Linked DNA regions of Anser cygnoides: region 2 is linked to region 1. The links are chromatin contacts, called in public Hi-C maps. All regions are on one chromosome and are shown on one strand. The core of a region is the stretch at or near the end of the contact, and the rest is flanking DNA. Distances in the headings are between cores, read along the strand shown.

Region 1 (5,644 bases), core at 887-3,386:
TTTCGACAGTGCAAAAAGCACAAGTCTCCCTTTCCAGGTTTAAGTTATTTAAAAGTTCTTTTCATCTGCGTTTCTGCAGAACATTGTAAGGATCTTCCCACCCTCTCCTTAATGAGAGCAATGCCAAGTCCAACACAAAAAAAACATTTGAACAATTTTCTTGAGAGCTAGGTAGCAGCAGCTACAAGAAGTACATGGAAATGATTCATATTTCAAGCTGCAGCAAGGCAGTCAGGTCATGCATTATGAGCGTGCTGGCCTTTCAAAGAGTACCCCAACCTCTCACCCCAACCCAAACACAGATAAACGCATGACGCGGAGCACTCCACCAGCTGCCCAGTAGCAACCTGAAGTACAGTGACAAGATGCAGCATCCCACAGAGGAGCAGGGCACTCCAGTGGGGTCAGCAAACAGCCTCTGTGAGTGCAGGAGAATAGAGACGTGTCCTGATGAGCTAATGCTGGAGACAGTATTTAAGTAAATTTTATTATAGGGGAGAAAAGTGACTGTTTTTAAAAAAATGTCAGCAGTTTATTGCTCATAAACCCTAGTGTGTGTTGTATTAATATCACCTGCCTACACTGCATCGATGCACAGAGCATGCACAATGCAGAATAGCAGCAGCACAGTGCAGGGGGGTTCTTATATCCCTGACAACCCAAAGCTCCAGTCTAACAGTCCACTGTCTAATACTGACTTGACATTTTAGTAGATTCATAAAAACAAACTCAAGTTCAAACAGAACACGTTCGGTGCCCAAATTTCATCTACTCACCTATCAGATACAAATTACATTGCTTACAATCTATCTATATGCTAAGGAAGAAAAACCTCCTTAATCCTTTTACAAAATTGTAAGGTGGCAATCATTTTATTTCCAATGCGCAAAGTTAAGTTATTGCTACATATTACATTTTTAAATATTGAGTTTGAAATTTGAAATGTAATATCAATATGTATTTTAAAATTATGGTAATGTTATAGCATATAAAATTTGACTCAAAAATAGTTATGACTTTTTAAAATATGTATTTTAAAATCACTGGGTGCTTTTATTTTAAAGCCAACGTGATAATATAATAGCTGGAGACGTTCTTCCACGAATTACTGCTATGCAGGCTCTAATCTCCACAAAGAAAAAAAGATTAAATTAGACAGAAGGAAGGTGGAAACACTGCTTCCCCTAAAGCCACCTATGATGGGTCTTATCAGGAAAGAAAAGTAATTTAGTGGCAATTATTTCTGACTTTTGAAAGCTTCAGGATGCTTTTATACAGAGAATTTTTAACATAAATGGCAAATTACACATTCTCATCTCATAATTATCTGCCATTTCTTTGTTTTTAGCACAGTAATATTTGTGTGGCACTGTAACAGTTGAAAATCTTGCATTAGAAAGTAATTCTTATTTATAGATACTAAATTTTCTGCAAAATGACAGGCAGGGTACCCCTGATATGGGAAGTGAACCTTCATATTCTGAAGACCAATGACCTCCCTGAAATTTCTTCTGTTTAACAAGGAGTTCATAGCAAGTAAACAACACACTGCTTATGCTGTTTCTCTGAGGGTAATTTTTCCAGGCTTTGCTTAAAAAAAAAAATTACCTGAGGCAGATGTCAAGTCTTAGCTTTTAAATCAGCCAACCAGACCTGAGCTGTTCCAATGAACTTGCTCTGCATCTCTTCTGTCCACCTGTCTCCAGCATTAGCCCAATTATAAAACTCACCTCTGATAAATTTATCTCCTGCACCTATGCAATGTCAAATTCAGCAAATTCACTCTTATCTCTGCGTGCCCCAAATCTGAGTTCAAATAGAACGATGGGGCCACAGAGAAGACCAGTCAGACTCTGGTTTACAAGTACACACAGTATAGAGCACTTTGCCAGGTACCTGCTAAGGGCAAGAAAGTCCTAAAAAAAATAAATCCAAGAACAACACATAAGCTAATGCCAATTTCAGCTGAAAGATTGTGACAATTTTGTATCCCCGAGTAATTTAATTACAATAATATGAGTTCGTATTACCACATTCCAGGGCTTGAAATTTTTAGTTTTACCACAGTTACTGCCAAGCGCCCTTACTGGACATTGAGGCCCTTGATAATTCCCTTCACAACACAACTGTGCTTGTATTTTGGCTCTGCCTTATCTGCCCAAGTATAAGCAAGTTGCTGTTCTGCACCACAACACACAGCAAGCCCTGAGCAAAAACAGAAAAGCCTAAAACTTTGTTCCTACTCTTCTTACAGAAATGACCACAGTTCAAATAACTTCTCTGTAGAATTACCTAAAGTTCTTGGGCTTCCTTTTTTAAAAAAAAGGAAACAAACATTCCCACCTGTTGCCTTGCTCACTGCTTAGAGTTTGTTTTCGTAGATCATTTATAAATGTGACCAGAAAGTACTGTATGTTTCTCTGAGCCAATAATGCTAGTTCATCTCACATTTTTGTGTAGAAGCAGTACTAGATAGAGGATAAGCAGTGAGCACGGAAACCCAACAATTTCACCACAAACAAGATAAAAGACTCCAGCAAATGTGATTTTCTTTAAAAGGTTTCTCAGTTGTCACCTACACTGCACACAAAGGGGGGAGCATTAATCGATCTGTCTGCTTTCTGAAGTGGCAGCAAGCTGGAGGCTTGCATAAATAGCTCCAGTAAATGAACTATGTGCTGCCAGCTGCTGGCTCAGGGGATGCTGTGGATTTGTGAGTGTCAAACTGCTCTGATCGAAGAGAACTGACATGAACTCCCGTGGCCATGTTTCGCCTGGCCTGGGACAGTCTCTTCTGTTCATTTATTTATTGCAAAACAGGGAGGAGTCATTTATGCCTGGGTCAGCTCCTCCAGAAACAAAAGAAATAAACGAACTTGTGATCTAAACACAACTGCTCTTTAATTTTTAAAGTACACAATTACAGGGTTTGAGGATTTTTCTTCAAAATATGAGAAACAGTTTGCACTGACAGTTTCTCATTTATGGAGAAAGTTAACAAAAAGCAGATGCAGCTCATAACACAGAGCCTGCAATACATGCTGTAATTAATCTGGCATTCCAAACAATAAACACAGTGTCAGCAAGAGACTTGCTTTAAATCTTTAAGTCAATTATGTACTGATAGCCTTAGCAACACATTCAGGAAAATATTTACCCATTTACAAAGCTGTGTTAAGAGGAACCATAGTTAAACTGCTGTTCAGCAGGTAGCCTATCGGTTAATTTAGGAAGCTTGGCAGGCAGTGAGTATGTAAGGTGAGTACTTGGAGAGCTATTGAAACTACTAAGATCCTTTCCCTCAATGTACTCACAAGCCAAACATCATAAAGACAGAAAAGAGCAGAACTTATCTAGCTTCTTCTCTCAGCCTGATGACAGCAATCCCCAAGGAAGAGGGAGCGGATATTTTGTGTGCATGCATGCACGTTTCAGATGACAAAATACACAGATACTGTCACTCCTGGCAAATTCTGAGTAGAAAATAGTGAACTATAAGAAATTTGGGCCTTCAGGTAGAGAACAGGTGGGGGCAGCAGCTGTTTCATCTGAGATCTTGAGAAACTCAGTCTTTTTTTTTCTCCACCTTCTGCATTCCCCATTTAAAGTAAAAACCTTCCAGCATTAGTTTTCCACTAATTGTTTGTCTACAGCAGGAAAAAAAATTAAAACCCCTTTCTAGCATCCCCTACAAATCTGTCCAGTCAATTCAAGCTAGGAAAACACAGAGCAACAGCTGTGGACAAACAACATAAAACAGCTGGAAATCGTCCCTACAGTTTAGCTGTCTAAATATTTGTGGGAGAAGACAAGTTTTCCATTCAATGCAGAAAAGTCAAAGTCAAAATTCTAGCTCTCAAGTATAGTCAAATTCAAAGAGTAAACATTGAGAATTCAACCAATAATGAAGTTATGCCATATTCAAGAAGCTGCTTTCAAATTGTTTTACTCTAACAAAATTCAGCCAAAATTGTTTTTGTTTACTGCTACCACCAGGCGAAGGAGTCAAAGTCATCTGCAAGCAAAGGACTTACAAGTCAAAGATGCTGCTTGAGAGAAGCTCTAAACTATGACCTAGCACCAGCAAGCTGCCTTGGTTGGGTTGCAATTCCTGAATGCCAATGCTGAGCACAAGATAATGTCTATATTTTAATTAGTTACATTCTTATGTACCTTGCTATTCAGGTAGACTTCTACCCTCCCGCTAAAAAAATAAAATGAAGAAGGTCAGAAAGCAATGAGAATGAGCTCAATACAATAGCAGGAAGAGAAGATTTGAAACTTCAAAACCTTTTCAAAATGAAACTTCTCAGTGACAAAACACAAAATTCTGCATCTCCCAGAAGTCCCAGTTAATTCATTCAGCTCTGCAGTCCCACCTTCCTTAGGTGAGGCACAGATCTCCAAACTTGTGCTCTGCACCTGACCTTTTCTGCACCTCCAAAGGCCACAAAAGGCCAGGGGAGGCACTGCTGGACAGCTGCACGTAACCGCCTTGGTTGGACTAACACAGCAAATTTGGGTACCCTGACACCCACAGCCAGGACAGCAGAACATTCTCTGCTCGTTTATAAGCATTGAGGCACTGTTAATGGCAGCACACTAGTTGTGACACTGAGGTAGCAACCATACGTTGCTGGGGATGCGAAATAAAATGTGAAGGAAACTAATAAATGCCAAAATATCATGGAGAATCCCCACCTGCAAGGAACGCTCTCTCCAGCCCCAGCTCAGTGCTCACTCCTTTTCCCTACCAGCAGATGAGAGCAGAGCAGCAAAGGACACCACTTTCAGATACACATTTAGGAACCTAAATTTAAGTACTCAAACACAACTTACCAAGCACTCATTTTGAGCTGACTGTGATTCAAGTTGAACTAAAATTGCAGAAGAGGAAGGAGCAAAAATTATGCCAAAAAAAACATCTCTTAGCTTTTCCTCTGTAAAATCCAACAGAAATCTCTTCTACGACAGAAATGTTTGCTTCTAATCCTGTACTAAGCAGATGCTGATAACAAATGACCTCTCCTATTCCTACATAACATTTATTATTACTTTTTAAAATATACACAAGAATATTTTCTAAACTCTTCCTACTTTTATTTTCAAAGTATGTACTCTGCCTTTGAATGTCAATAGTATTCTGTTGTCTTGATGCCATTTGCACATCTTGATAAATGCATCCTATTCCATCAATTAACGGTCACTGAAAACACTGACCAGTACAGGGCAGCATGTCAGAAAATTTAGCGGAAGGCAAGGTGCTACGTATCAATCACTTTAAGGATAGGACGCCACCTGATCTCCCTGGGTTTTAGGCAAATTTCTTAGAAGCAGAGAAGAGAATAACATACACTGCACCTAAACATTTTTGATTTTTTTTTGTCCTAGGAAGTGCACACATTTTGAAAGTTTGGATTTCCTTGAAGTGACCAAATGTATATTTATATGCATGTCACTCATGTTTATAGTTCTCCAAGCGCCTGTACCCACAAACAGAAAAGTTAACGCTAACAGCACTCAAATTTTCACTCCAATTATAATAGAAAAGGGGGAAAAGAAATATACACATGCATGTATTTTGCACATGTAGAGTTTAGTATAATTCAAAAAATTTATTGCTAAAAAACTCGATGTGAACAGT
Region 2 (5,632 bases), core at 1,508-4,007, 64 kb after region 1:
TCTTCTATTTCTTTCTACTGCTTACCCCTTTGTATATTTCTTCATCAGTATAGTGAACAGCAGATATTAACTAGTAGAAAAAAAACAAACAAGAAAATCACCAAGGGTTCCCCGAGCAAGGAGAACATATGACAGGTTTCTTCAATAGATGCTGTTTAAAACTTGGCTTTAATGACAACTTAACTCAAGATGTTGTATTTGCACATTCATATAACATAAAAAAGCTACTGTGAACGCCTGAACAAGCCATATATTTTAAAATAATTTAAAAAGTAACTTTCATGAGCATAAACCTGCTCTCTAAGAGCTGGTCAAACCAAAAGAGTAGATCCAATATGAGCAAGAAACTGTATTTACACCAGCTCAGATTAAAAAAAAAAGGCAAAAAATTGGTTAATTGTTGGAAATCAAAAATCTGGCCATCGCCACTTAAGACTACAAAGATGACTCCCTTCTGCAGTGTCATTTCTTCACATTAAGACCTTCCAGTGAAAAATACAGAATTAGAAACAATAGGAAACATGACCCTATGAGTTCTCCAATAAGAGTTCCTGAATTTTTGAAGATAGCATACAGATTCTCTTCCACCATTCCTTTCCTCCAAGGGGTGAGTCAAAGTCTATGCTTCCAAAAGATGGCCACAAAAAAAAAAAGCTCAAAAAAAATCAACTGTGGCTTGTAATCAGTAACGTGACTGACCTGCAACTTCTGGGTACCATTTACAGACCTGGCTTCACAACATCCCGTGTGACTGGCAACATTGCTCAGTACTTCATTTATTCCTCTACAAAAAAAGGAGAAGTAAAACCTCCCTTGGAACGAAGTCAAGACATAAGGTAAAAAATTTGTATAGTAATGAGAGGAAGACTGAAAGCAAATGTTTAACAAACAGTTTGGCGTTTTCTGATAGAACGAACTATTGTTTGCCTCTTTTATATTTCCTAATAAATCTGTTTTTTGCATTACCCATAAGCCAGAAAGTTTAGGTTTTCACTCTAAATTAATAAATCAGATGATGCTGCATTCAACATGTGCTTTTCTTCACACACAAGAAACAAGCAAACAGATGCAAAAATCCCTCAAACCACCTTCTGAAGCATGTATGTCTGCGATGGACACAGAGCATCTCCCCCAAACACGCAGCATTCTGCCCGCACTTACTCAGTGTGCTGTCAGGCTTCTTACTCACCTCTTATGAGGAGATGAAAAAAAAACAAAAACAGGAGCAAGCAAGGAGTGCCTCATTTGCCACTGGCTCCTGCTGGATGCCCCAACCTACACAGGCCTTGGGTTCTGCTCAGGAGCTCTGTTTACCCTCACACGCTCACTACCTCAGGCAGCAGAAAGACAGACTGTGTGCGGGATGAGAAAATGGAAATTTATTTCACTAGTAGAGGAAAATGTTAAAGCAACCGTTGGTCTTCTTGCGGCACTTTGTAACTTTTGACCCTTTTCCCTGCCTCTTCATACACGCTAATACTTTTTCTTCTCAATATCCATGTGCCTCTTAAGTCTGAGAGGCTCCTGATGAGCGCATCTTTATAAGCGGTTTCTGCTTAGGACAGGCTTTTCTCAGAAGTCCTTACTCTTTACTTGCATTACATAATGAGGTTTCTCTACCAGTTCCACAGTATTAGCTGATTACAGATTAACCCACCCCCAGGGGACAGAATCTCATTTTAAAAAATTCCAGAGGCCGCGGTCACCGAGCCAGAGCTCAGGCTTTCGGTGGCCGAGCCAACTCGCCCGCTGCTCCTCGGGGAGCCCCGGCACCCTTCCCTCCCCTGGCAGGGCAGAGCCAGGCACTCACAGCTCCCAGCCGCCCAACGAAGCCCCTTCCACGTCAGAAACAGCGAAATATTTCTCAGGGTTTGGTTCTGTTTTGACACTTCCCGCAGCTCACCCCCCCGCAGCACCGAGGTACCACAGCTCGCCCCTGCCCTCCCTCAGCCACCGCCACGGCGCCTTCCGTCCAAAAGCTGAACCGCTCAGCGCCATCCCCAAACCATTCGTCCAAAGCCGCCCATGCAGCTTCCACCCAGGGGCAGACCCTTCAGAAGTTACTGCGACAAAGCACGTAGCCTCGAGGAGGGACGAAAATAAAAGTCAAACGCGCTGGAAACCCGAGTGCCGCCGGCCCCGCGTCCAGGGGATGCTCCCCCGGCACGGCGGCCTCCTCGGGCCGTTCCTAGAAAGCGGAGAGCCCGAGGCACCCCGACGGAGCCGGCACCTCCTGCCCACCGCCCTCGGCCCCGCAGGGTCCTGCTCTGCCCGCCCGGCCGGGACGGGGCAGCACCGGGCGCCCGGCTCCGCTCGGCTCCGGGGGCAGCCCGCCGACCGGCCCCGCGGCCACCCCGCGCCCCCCGGCGCCTCTCCCCGCCCTCACCTTGGAGCATGGCCTCCAGTTTCTTCCTGTCCACCCGGAATCGCTCCTCGCCCCACTCCGGGCTGTGCAGGGGCCGCGGCGGGCCGGCCGAGTCCTCCTCGGAGCCGGGCACGGGCGAGTCGGTGCTGCGCTCGCTGTTGGAGCCCGGGTCGGAGAGCGGCTGCTGCAGGTACCCGCTCAGCGGGTCGCACTGAGCCGCCATGGCGCTGCCGGGCGGCCCCCGCCGCCGCTCCGAGCCCCACTCGGCCGCCTCCCCGCGGGACGCTATCTGCCCCCACAGCCGCCCCCCCGCCTCATCCCAGCCGCCGCCGCCTGCCAGAGTCCCGGCCCCGGCGCCGCCGCCCGCGCCCGCCTCTGCCTCCGGCTCCCCGCCGAGTGTGCGCGGCCCCGGGCCGGCGGCGTCCGCGGCTCGGCGGCGCCCCCAGCCCGCCCGCAGCCCGCACAGCATCCCCGCCTCCATGGGGCCGCCGCCGGCCCGCCGGGGAGGGGCCGGGGATATCCCCGTCCGCGGCCCGGGAGGAGGGGGCGGAGGGGAGGGAGGGGTGGGGAGATGCCGCCCCCGAGCGCCGCGCAGGCGATGGCGGCGGCAGCCCGGCGGGGTCGGGGCTTGTGGCGGTCCCCGTGGCAGGCCCGGTCCGTGTGTGAGGGGCTCCGGGAGATCCGCCGCCGCCCTGCCCGCCCCGAGGCCGCCCCTCGCCCGGGCAGGCCCCGCCGTGAGGTGAGCGGCCCCTGGGCGGAGGGGCCGCGCTGCCCGCCCTCAGGGTGCTGGGTGAAGGAAAGGGCGCTCCGGGGTCGCGATCCTGAAAATTAGCCCTGATTAACTTCCCCCCCCAAACACGCACACACAAAGCCAACACGTCTGTGTGTGCAGCAGACACAAACACACCTTTGTTTCGTTTGAATCGGCGTGTGTTGGTCAGCGTGTATTGGAAATGGCATCCGTCCTGCGAAGCTGACACATCTCCACATGATGACGGCTTTCACCTTCGTGGCTTTTCGGTACTGAGGCTCAGACAGAGAAATTACCTCACATTATGGTATCCTCTAAGTAAAAAAAATGTTACAAATCCCTGACCTTGGGGCATAATTGCGTTAAACTACACGCTAGAGTCCCGGGGCTGGCCTAATGGTGGACAATTGATTCTGTATGAAGTGTTAGTTTTTACCACAGCGTAGTTCGCATCACTTAACAAACAGTTTAAGCCCCAAACCGCGTATCGGTGTAAAGGAAGAATCCACAGAAGACCTGGCACTGGCTGTGATGCCAAATGGCTCCTGGTGGCCAAAGTGCGCTACTGAACGCGTGCCAGAAAGCAGTAGAAAAATTACAGCGGACTCAGGTGATGGTTACTCACCTCACAGTTAACGTCAGCCTGAAGGACGATATTAAAAGTCATCAGGAGCTGTGCTGATGCTCCAGGTAGATGGGAGCCACTCTACATCTTGTTGTAAGATGCGGTTATTTTTACAGAGGTTTGCATTTTGACTCCCTGAGTCATTTGCATATTTCCCACTTAACACCATGATTGTGATTTCTACACCACCTATGGTTTCATTTTTACTGAATGCTACATGCACATGGGGAAGCAGTCTTACTGGAAACACATAGTATTCAGCTGTAGCATTTAATTCTCTTGGTGGTCTCACAGCGTCTGTGAATCCTAGCCAGTGGCTTGCAGGCAGCATACTTCTCACACGATCCTCTGGTACTTCTCATGACCATGGGAATTAAAACAGCCAAAGCCAACAACAATAACACAAAACATTAATATAGGTCTTTAAAATAATGTGATCTCCATTTCTCTTCATAATAGTTTGCTTGTAGTACAATGATAATTTCGGTGTGGTAGGCAGTCTGAGGGAAGACTGAAAGTAGAACAGTACTTTTCTTCCCAGTTCAGAAGTTTAGTTATAAATCCGCCCCACCTCTTTTTTTTTTTTTTTTTTTTTCCAGATGGGAAAGTGAAGATGGTGCTTATCAAACCAGGTTGATATCCAGAGAGTTCTGCTGCTTTGCCCCCAGATCAGCACCACCTGGACTTGTCCGTTTTCTAGAATGCCAGGATGTGTGAGTTATACAATCCAAATGTTCAGAAGTTATGAGTGTCGACAAGGCCAATTACAGTCCACAGCTGCTACAGGTGCTTAGCACCTCCGAGCAGAACAATTATTTGGGTATTTTCTACTCATAAACTAGTTAGATTTACAGTCAGATTCTCAGTGTAGGAGGTCCCTTTCCTTGCATTTTATCAGTTCCTACAATACAGCCACAGAAACTTTTTTCTCCTAAATTAGCTATGGTCAAACTCAGCAGTATTTTTTCAGCAACCATGTAAACAATATAATAAATCAAAGATCTCTTTAAAAATAATGATGTACACAGTTCAGTTTTTATTAATTAGAAATAACCCTTTCATGGTGCGGTTTTAGACCAAAAATGAAATTAAGCCTATCTAAATCTATATAAATGGCCAAAAAAGAAACACTTTTAGTGATTAGGAGTTTTTATTGGTAGTATATGTTCAATAGAGTATCATTTGTATTGCATAAATGGCATTTCATTTCTCTACTATATTGCAGTGGAAGAATAAAACGTTTGTTGCACAGAAGTCTTAAACTAAGTAGAAACCACATTTTAATGGCTAAAATAATATTAAATGTGGACACAATTGGGGAAAATGGGAGGAAGTTGGCAGATAAAAGATCAAATGGCTATAAAGAACATAAGCTGGAGTTGACTTTGGCATATGTAACTTCTTTTGGCCATTTTTCTGTGGCCAGTGGCTTGATCAAAGAAAAGAATAACAGGATCTTTCTCATTTTGGCATACCAGGTCTATTTTGCTACGTTCTCTCCCTCTTTTTTCATCCTGTTCTCTTTTCCTCACCTCACACACATACAATATTTACAAAACTCAGAAAAAGCCTAACTGAATAGAAAAGTGTTTTTTTCTCACACTCAGATGATACGTAAAGTCTCTTGTATAGTATCCATCTGTATGGAATAGCTTCTGAGAGTTTAAAGGAGATTCATGAACCAGTTTATTTATTCTAATCAATCACATCTGTTTGGGACTGCATGGAACCCCCAAATTTAGAGCTGTATAGGACCTCTCCTATGGAGAAGGAAGAGAAGTGACAGTCTTCAAGCAGAAAGCACCATTAGATGTCCACAGGTCTGCCCTAAGGCTGCTGCCAAAGCATGAAGCTGACAGCTGGTTGTCTCTGTACTCTGCACTGCCCAAGA

What was found. Hi-C and Micro-C count contacts between places; a contact is called where the count stands out from the background.
Region 2: a contact with region 1 is called in a Hi-C map of granulosa cells, with 2.0 times the contacts expected there. The contact joins the promoter of BICC1 here to the enhancer-like site in region 1. A contact is called at or near these places in 2 of 7 Hi-C or Micro-C datasets (granulosa cells and liver).

The regions. Positions count from the first base shown.
Region 1 is chr7:29,051,760-29,057,403 of Taihu_goose_T2T_genome, forward strand. All of the region lies in intron 3 of BICC1 (BicC family RNA binding protein 1), which reads right to left. The region is part of intron 2 of LOC106031671 (a long non-coding RNA gene); the gene reads left to right. Among named protein-coding and RNA genes, the nearest start is that of PHYHIPL, 45 kb to the left of the region's middle. Within about 2 kb of position 2,137, at least 1 of the 3 cell types and tissues checked has open chromatin away from gene starts, as enhancers often do.
Region 2 is chr7:29,115,353-29,120,984 of Taihu_goose_T2T_genome, forward strand. It overlaps BICC1 (BicC family RNA binding protein 1), which reads right to left and starts at 2,758. Exons shown (of 21, transcript XM_048069364.2): 1 at 2,387-2,758. The coding sequence starts at 2,588. It overlaps LOC136791239 (a long non-coding RNA gene), which reads left to right and starts at 2,861. Exons shown (of 3, transcript XR_010832801.1): 1 at 2,861-3,385; 2 at 4,341-4,454.